Linked DNA regions of Solanum lycopersicum: region 2 is linked to region 1. A link is a contact called in public HiChIP or PLAC-seq data. All regions are on one chromosome and are shown on one strand. Each heading gives the region's core, a stretch centred on a gene start, on an enhancer-like site or on the middle of the called end of the contact. The rest is flanking DNA. Distances are from core to core; before and after follow the strand shown.

Region 1 (4,771 bases), core at 1,417-3,916:
TCACACTATATATTTTAATGTTGGTATTGTTTTTTGTCTTGTAGGCTCTACACTGTTTTTGGTATTAGCCATTATGCTTTTTTCATTATTTTTAATTTAGGTTTGATTTACTTAAGCTTGAAGATTTTTCAAAAACAACATCTTTATCGCTACTAGGGATGTTCACGGGTTGGTTTGGGTTAATTATTGATCAAAATTAAAATCAAATCAATTTAATCGGTTTTAAAATTATCAAAATCAAACTAAACCAAATATAATGTACATTTATCGGTTTAGTTGTTTTCAATTTTGATTTGGTTTTGTTTGGTTATTTAGTTATTGAGCATACATAAAAATAAAAGAAACTATTTATTCAAAACGTGAAAGAAGTGACAACAATCATTCAAACGAAAAAATAGTTAGAATGAACGTCATTACAGAACTTTCAATCATCAAATTTACTGAATAAAACTTCAATTCATTATTTTGGCATTCAAAGGAAGAGAAAATGACAAATTCAGTCCCACAAAGATTTTCATAGACACTCATATACATGTAACCAATAAGAAAGATGTTCTCATCTTAGACTTTTTTTTATAAATAAATTATAAAAATATTTTGATGGAACATATATAAAAAATTTACAATTGTTTATAAATATAAATACTATGTATGTATAATAATAAAATTTATGTATATAACTTGTTGATTTGGTTTTGTTTGGTTAATTCTTCGTTTTTTTTCTGAAAAAAGTCATAAACAATCAAATACTATCAGTTCTTAATAATCTGAAACCAAACCAAATGAAAATTCAAATTAAATTGATTTATTTATTCGATTTGGTTCAGTTTGGATCGATTTTCATCCAAACCATGAACACCCCTAATCGCTACGGGATGGAAAGAGTACTATATGAAGAATGCTCAACCTATCTTGTGGGCCCGACACGTGTTGATATTTTTTTTAAGCTAGTGTCACGTAGGTCGCGGTAGAAAATTATTTATACAATAAATTCAAGGGGTTAATAGGACTTTAGTATAGTATAAGTGTGTCTCTGAGATTTCGGACATAGGTTGGGGGATACTTATGCATTTCCAAAAAAAAAATGTATTCCTTTCATTTTAAAAAGAGTGACCTAATTTTATTTGATACCGAGTTTTAAAAAAAAATTCAATCTCATGATCTTAAGCTAAAGTTATGTCAAATGTACCATAGTTCTCTTTATTTTTGTGATATTTAACATGCCACATAGAAAAGTAAAATTAATTAAAGTGTATCCAAAAGAAAAAAAGGAATATTCTTTTTTAAATGACTAAAATGAAAGTAGATTATTTTTAAAAAATTAATGGAGTACTAATCAATTTTCTTCAATTTATATAGTATGACTTATTTTGAGATTTGTTTTAGTTGTTGTAAGATAACACTTACTCCATCCGTCTATGAAGACTACTATATTAAAAATAGATGTCCAACAATATTTATCTACTTTATGAAATTTATGGATAATTTTACACTTAGTTTATAATTTACCCTTAAAATTAATTGTAGTCATTTCCTGTTTCATTCACACCCTTTAAAAAAAGAAGATTAAGACATACATGAGACATGACTTTTCATTTATATCCTTATTAATTATTGTCAAATTTATTATTAAAATAACTAAATATTTATTATAATAACTAATTCAAATACTAACCAATGAAGGGTAAATTGAAAGCATACTCTAAAAGTAATCTTGAAGACTAAACAATATTAAGTTAATTTGAAAAATTAAAATGTTTCAACAATTCAATTAATTTGAGATGGAGAGAGTATATTTTTCAAGACATTTTATTTATTATATTCAAATAGTAATACAATAAAATTACCCTTTTATTTATAGTTTTTATAAGAGGTATGCCAAGTCAATAATATACGATTATTGTTGAACAAAGATAGTATAATTTTGGAATGGATGAAATATTATATTTCAGTGGCTACTGTCTCAATTATTTAACATGCAAACAAACCTAGTTATTGTCTTTAATTAACCAAAAACAGAGGAAAAAACATTAATTCCATCAATTTAGTTATTTGATTCACCTTTAATTGGACACATATACTATACTTGATGGAGATTTATATGTGCTTTTCGATTTGAGTTGTGTTGAAAGCTTCTTCAAGTGGTGAAGAAGTTGTATACGTTTAGGGTTGGGGAGTCTGCAAAGGGCAAGAAAATATGTACTTTGTGTATTGATATATTCAATCAATTGAAATTATTGGGGGGTTGGGGTAGAGTTTCACTTTTCGAACTACCAACTCGACCAACAAAAATAAAATAAAAAATAACACATTTCTTTTATTCAATAATAATGCCCACTGTTAACTTTTTAGAAGAAGTAAATAATATAATTAATTTATCAAATTACCCTTAATTTAATATAAGTCAATCTTAGCTTTGAAAAATAAATAGTATTTAATAATAAGAATAAAATAAATATACTATGCAAATTTTTTCATTAATTATATAAATTAAACATATATTGTTAAATATATCAAAATAGTATAACGAACAAGTAAAGATGAAATCAGCTACTAAAATATAGTGACCCCCCCCCCCCCCCCCCAAAAAAAAGAAGCTGTTTGGCCTATATCTTCCGACATTTGTTGCTTGATTGAATGTCTTTTTCCTATTTTTGCAAGTTTGAATAGCTTTATATTTGTGCGGATAATGAGTTCAATTCGTCGGTGGAATATAATTATCATAGTGGGGTCTCTATCATTCTCAATCAATATATTAAGAAATTTCCTTAAAAGAGTGACACAATAAATATGCATATGAAAAGTTTGGATTTTCTAATTTGCCAATTACTCTGCTCCATAACTTGATAATGGCTACGACAGAAACATAGTTTAAGATATTTCGTTATTACTTGCCTATTGTATTATTTTGAGATTTTTAATAATATTTATCAAGTTTATTAAATTAATCAATAATTTATGGGCAATTTTCACATATAGCAAACAAAAAGTTCATATTTGTATGCTATAACAAACTTTGCATAATTGCGCTCCATAGCAAACATAAAACTGTATAATTTGCTATACATATACAATTGTATAATTCGCTGGCCTATTTCGCTGCAATTGTATAATTTGTTTTGCATACAGTTGAATCGAATTAAAATGTATGTATATTGCATAATTATAAGTGTATAGCAAGAAGATATATGTTTTTCTCGCTTTATACAAAAACAGAAACACAATATATATACACTTCTGTTGTATAAAGCTAGAGAAAATTGTATTTCACTGCAATTGTATAATTCGCAATTGTATAATCCGTTGGCCTTTTTCTCTCCAATATTTGAAGTAAAATGTTTGTAAATTGTATAATTAAGTGTATAACACGAAGATATACATTTTTGCATGTGTATATACAATTTTCTCTCGCTTTATACAAAACAGAAATAGAATTATACACTTCTGTGTATAAAGCGAGAGAGGCGAGCAAGAATGGAGAGTGGCGAGCGAGATTTTTGGGAGAGAGACGCTGGCAAATTTTAGCTAATGTTTGTTATGGAGCACAATTAAATCAAACCCTAGTTATTCCATTTAATTTAGGTTATTAGTTTGATATTATATACAATTTTCCCATAATTTATTATCCCTATTAATTTTCTAATTATATAAATTTCATATTTTTTTTAGGTATTTCAGAGATATAATTAAGGATCCGAATACATTATTGTTGGTACATTATGTATCAATCTGTTGCACTTATTAAGAAAAATAAAAATTAAAAAATCAAATTAAGATCTCATAGTATACATCTTTTGCACTTTAATAAAGGGGAAAAAATTGAAAATCAAATCAATATTCCATAAGTTACGCTATTCCATTCTAAATTATTTTCAATAATTCAAAATCCTATAGTGTAGCAAATTAAAATATTCAAAAATTATATTTTTTCTTATTGTTCATTGTTCTCTCTATTTCATAAAATTTTGTCGAATTTTTGGATGACCAGGATGAGTTATGAACGATAAAGAAAGTGATGGAATTGTTGTTTGACAAACGATTTCTTTGGTAAATCTAACAAGGGTGAGGTATGAACGATAAAGAAAGTGATGGAATTGTTGTTTGACAAACGATTTTTTTGGTAATCTTCAAGTTCATCGATATCCCTTCGATTTTGATTCAAGATTGTCAAAATTTTTTATATATGAAATTCTTATCTAGTTCATTGAAGATCCTTCAGTTTTGATTCAAAATTTTTGAAAATTTTGAGTTTCAGAATTATTTTCCTAGTTCATTGAAGATTCTTTCAATTTTGATTCAAAATTATCAAAATTTTTTGAAAGATTCATTATGAAGATCCTTCAATATAAATTGATAAGTATGGTATTTCTACTAGATATTTTAAATAAGAAAGTGTAGCCCATAAGATTATAGTTTTGAGATAGATACATTATTATTTGATAATTGTTATGTATTAGAAACATTTAATATAAATTTGAATTTACGTATCATAACTAAAAAGTTAGTGAATGATATATTATTACTGATGTATCTTATTTTGTTTGAGATCATGAAGATATTTTCAATTTCAATTGATAAGTGTTGTGTTTCAACTAGATATATTAAATAAGAAAGTGTTGTCCATAAGATTTTAAGTTTGAGACCAATACATTATTGTTTGGTAACTATTATTATCAGATAAAATTTGTATAAATTTAAATTTACTTATCATAACTAAAAAATTAGTGTATGATACAATATTATTTATGTATCTTATTTTGTTTGAGAAATA
Region 2 (4,620 bases), core at 1,871-4,370, 100 kb before region 1:
ATATCCAGTTCCCCTGAAAGGAAAACAAAGTCAACCCTGTATTGAGGCAACTCGATATAGAATTTTGCTCAAGTGAAGGATAATTATTTCAATTCCAAATCCTGTTCTAGAAACTGAATAACATAATACCTTCTCGACCCAAGCATCCTTGTACTCCACGATATATGGATGGCTTAACTTAGCTATCAAATCCATCTGCCATAGTGTAATACATACACAGATATCATCAGATATTAATTAGCTTAACATTATGCAAACCTATATACTCAACATAGTATCATTCCATTTTACGTGGCCTGACTCTTGATGAGAATACTAAATAATAAGAGAAGCTGAACATGTGTGGTTTCAAAGGTAAGACTCAATTTTTTCGATAGGTAAATGTAAAAGTATACTTTTTAAGCTAATATACCACCAGGCGAAGTCCTTCATGGCTTATTTTATTATTAATAGTAATAAATCTCAAATAGGAAGTACAGGGTAAGACAATAGTTAACTTATCAACTGCATAACTTTTTTGACTGCAATGCAGCACTCTCTATTTGCTACCATAAACTCAAGAGAATCTAAGGCTGCGGCAGAAGGTTTTCTTATTAAAGGTCATCCCATCTTTGACAGGATAATGACCACATAATAAGAGAAAAGGGAATATATATTTGACCCATAGGGGCGTATAAAGTTCTTCACAAAATTTTTTTAGGAGCAGTCACCTAAATAAAAAAATAAAAAAACTGATTTTAGCATTTCTTACAAGTTCAACAAGTAGAAAAAATCACAGATACTTATACAATCTAAGAGTTTCAGTCAACTAAGTTCAGAAGTTTGCAAACTTGTGCTATAAGATTTTGGTTTGTATAGTCACACTCACAATAGTTCTCTACGTTTTTTCTCTATCAAAAATTCTAAATTCCAATATTACTTCTCTTGCAACCCAAATTATCAGCTCATGCCACCTTTGGAATTCCATTAGTTACCTTCAGTTATTTTATTTTTCCTTATGTATCTCTTGTTACCAAAGGATCTACTAATCAAGTAACAAAAAAACAAATAAGTAATTTGGAAGTTCTATTTCTACTTCAACTTCATCCATAGTTAATCTAGGACATTGATCCATACTTCATCCTGTTGAGAAGATGCCAAGAAATATTAATCCATATTTACAGTTTCAATTAGTGGTTTCCAACACAGAGGTCACAGAACCCGTTGGGGATATCATTGAAGATTTTCACCAATATACTTAACCATTCGTCTAATCATCATTATTAAACTACTAAGGAAGATTGCCCATACAAAGAAGGGTTGAATTGAAGCACTATTCTTTCAAATGTACAAGAGTAAAGTGGTGAAAAACGACATGCCAAAAGAAATAGCAGTACTGTGATATGAGAGTGATGATGAATGACCTGGCATTTGTTCAAAATGCTCTTATTTTTATAGGACTAGATTAAATAAGTTCTAATTTTTAAGAAAAAGTTGCCTTCTATTGTGAACTGGAATTTGTCTCAAGGACATTCATGACTGAAGACCAATTTAAAGTTACGGAAATGCTTAAACTTAAATTTGTGGAATATTTATTTCATAATAGAAAGCAAATGCAGCAGTTGGAAACAAAATTAAGGATTGTAAGGAAAGGACATTGATGGCTGACGATGAAAGACAACAACATACCCAGTTTAATCCCACAAGTGGGGTCTTGGTAGGTGGTGTGTATGTAGCCTTACCCCTACCATGTAAAGGTAGAGAGGTTGTCCCAGACAAGGAAAGAAGTAGGCACAAAATTTACGACAATGGATTTATTGGCCTCAATCAGGCAGTTAAAATATTGGATAAGAGACACAAACTATTGATTATAGATATAAACTTCAGTTAGGTACTAATTATGATGCAACGCTTTAGTCTAGTATAGCTTCCCGATGTAAAATGTAAGAGGGTCATTAAAATAAGCAACCTAACTTTAGTTTTCTCAGTTTAAGCATTGAATTATGTACCCATGCATTTGGTAAAAAGCTGAAGTCTCTGATCAAGCTAACATCAAAACTAGGTAATATAGGCTCAGAAATTGATTAAAAGAATACAATATAATGAAGCATTTGAAGTGACCTCTTGAAGTGCGGTACGTTTGAACTTGTCTCTCTGCTTTGCTAAAGGTATCTTCTTCAGAACATACCTAAAAGGAGGAATTTGTATTACTTGTTAGTTAAATAATTTGAATGTTGTAGGAAATGGGTTCAGTATTAGGCATGGGCTTTAACTCAATAAGAAAAGGGTCATTTACAGTTGTATCATTATGTCACTGCAAATGCAAGAAAATATTAATTGTGGTCACAACAAATCACTTTATTTTCAAGATCTTCATCAGCACATAACATTTATTATCTCAAGACTTTTCTTTTGGTAATTAAGTGACATTTTATTAATTCAGAGACAGAAAAGCAAAGCTCCTCCAACCAAGACCCTTCGGGAGGCCAGTGGTTTAAGCTTGGACATCCATCAAGTTTGAAGCCCCTTGCCAACAAAACCAAGGAATTTACCTTCTGGATCGAACTTGTCGCAATGAGCTTGCCTACTACGGGTTCGCAAGCTACTGCATAGGAGTGTGGTGCGCACCAAAAGTAGGAAAAATACAAACAAACAAAAAGGCTCCTCCTACCCAGCAAAAATTGAAGCTGGTACCTCCAAAAAGAAATCTACCACATCCTGATTTGGTAAGCAAATAGTAACTGTTATGATGAAAGAGAGAGAAAATAGCTGCTTACTTCTTATTATCAGTGGTATTCATAACAAGAAATGCTGTTCCAAAAGCTCCTCTTCCAATTTGCTCTACCACTTGATAATCATCAATCTTTGACTTGCTGCTACCATTCTGTATCTCCATTCTACCCTCAAAACAAAGATACAAACTTCAAAACCCAAATCTCTAGTCTCAAATTAAGTGGAAAAAAGTAGGGATTATTGAAGTAAATAAAGCTGTTCGAATAAATTCGCATAAAACTATAATGATGTTAAGCTGCAACAACTGTGTCTTTGTGGGTGTGAGAGAGAAAAAAACAAAGGAAGACAAAGAATAGGGCCCATAGGGAAGAAAAGGGTTGGTTGGGCTTGGAATTTTAGCAACACAACAAAATTCAACTATTCCCAAATTTATTTTTTAATTAGAAAAGTCAAATTTTACCCCTTCCAAAGTATATATTATTAATTATATAAATTCCTTAGTCTCAACATTAATAATCCACATATTAAAAGACTAAGAAAAAGTATTTAGCCTTGTCACACATGAGTGGTGTAGAAATAAATTTAGTCATATCGCACCATGTTGGTTTAAAAATATTATGAGCACTAACTAAAATAAACAATTTCCGAAAGGGATATAGTCATAATATTAAATAATCAGAAAATTTAATCAGAATTTGATTAAAAATTTTAAAAGTCTATAATATTTTTTATTTTAAAATAAATTTAATTCTTTTTATTTTTAAATTGAGAGATATTAAAGTTAAAATTATAAAAATATTTAGAAAAATAAAATAACATAATGTAAAATATGTTATTTTACCATTTTGACCAAATTTTCAGCCAAAAATATATATATAGAATGGTACGTGTATTATGTGATATAAATGGAGGAAAGTTTTGATAGGAAAACAAGTGAGGGACCAATTGAAGACCTTTGCTTGCAATTCGAGAATCAATAAAGGGTATTCTAATTGATCATTTCACACACAAGGAAAAAAATGAACATCTTCTAAATGGGTCATAGCCATGATGTCACTATCATACACTTATATGGAATAATTGAATACCACGACCCCAAACGTAATTTTTAAGGATTTGGACTTATTATTTTTACTAGTCTTAAAAATGTGTGTTGCACGTTTGTCCTTTGTAACTACTAAAAAATATATGCATATTTAAAAAATTGAAATTCAGAATAGAAAATATATTTGTATTGCACGCTACTTAGTATAAATATTTGTAAATTATTTAAATACAGTTACAATATGTATAAATAGTTATTCATAAAATTAATTAAAGAGAAAAAGTGTAACACCAAGTTAGTTAATGAATTCAGAAATAAAGTGAAATAGAGTAGACTAAAAAAACAAAATAGCTAAAGAATTCTAAAACTTTTAAATAACAAAAAATTAAAGAGAGAAATAGTTCTAGTTTATAAGAATAGAGGAACTTCCTCAATAACTGACAAAAGCATAAATAGATATATCTATAAATAGATATATCTCTTTTTTATTGCATTTGTGATGAACAATTACATTCATAAACAATCATCCATCAATAATTATACATTAGAATAAAAAAGTGTATGCATCAACAAAAAGTAATTGTGCTGAACAATATGCCAATGTAATTACCTCTACCAATAATCATTCATCAACAATTATACATCGAAATAACTAAGTGTATGCATAAATATAAAGTGATTTTGAAGATAATATTTTGATATTTATAATTACAAGTTTGGAATTGTAAGAGTCATTTAAAAATTGATGATATACATAACGTCTATGAGAATTAGATTGGTTAAAGTTAGAATACGTAAAGTTTCTTACTAAAATCTAAATATGTGCTATATTAAGATGTATGGTAATTCAAAGGACATTTTTG

The links. HiChIP or PLAC-seq counts read pairs in DNA pulled down with a chosen protein or histone mark.
Region 2: a contact with region 1 is called in an RNA polymerase II HiChIP or PLAC-seq map of leaf, with 4 times the contacts expected there. The contact joins the promoter of LOC101257245 here to the enhancer-like site in region 1. A contact is called at or near these places in 1 of 1 promoter capture datasets (leaf), 3 of 8 Hi-C or Micro-C datasets (leaf and leaf mesophyll) and 1 of 1 datasets of contacts at active chromatin or transcription factors (leaf).

What each region holds. Positions count from the first base shown.
Region 1 is chr3:26,015,161-26,019,931 of SLM_r2.1, reverse strand. No RefSeq gene overlaps it. Among protein-coding and RNA genes, the nearest start is that of LOC138347504, 48 kb to the right of the region's middle. Within about 2 kb of position 2,666, at least 2 of the 2 cell types and tissues checked have open chromatin away from gene starts, as enhancers often do. A contact at or near this core is called in leaf, where this site is marked.
Region 2 is chr3:26,117,605-26,122,224 of SLM_r2.1, reverse strand. LOC101257245 (serine/threonine-protein kinase Nek6-like) reads right to left here and starts at 3,120. Exons shown (of 13, transcript XM_004234742.5): 1 at 2,757-3,120; 2 at 2,101-2,167; 3 at 130-195; 4 at 1-13. The coding sequence starts at 2,875.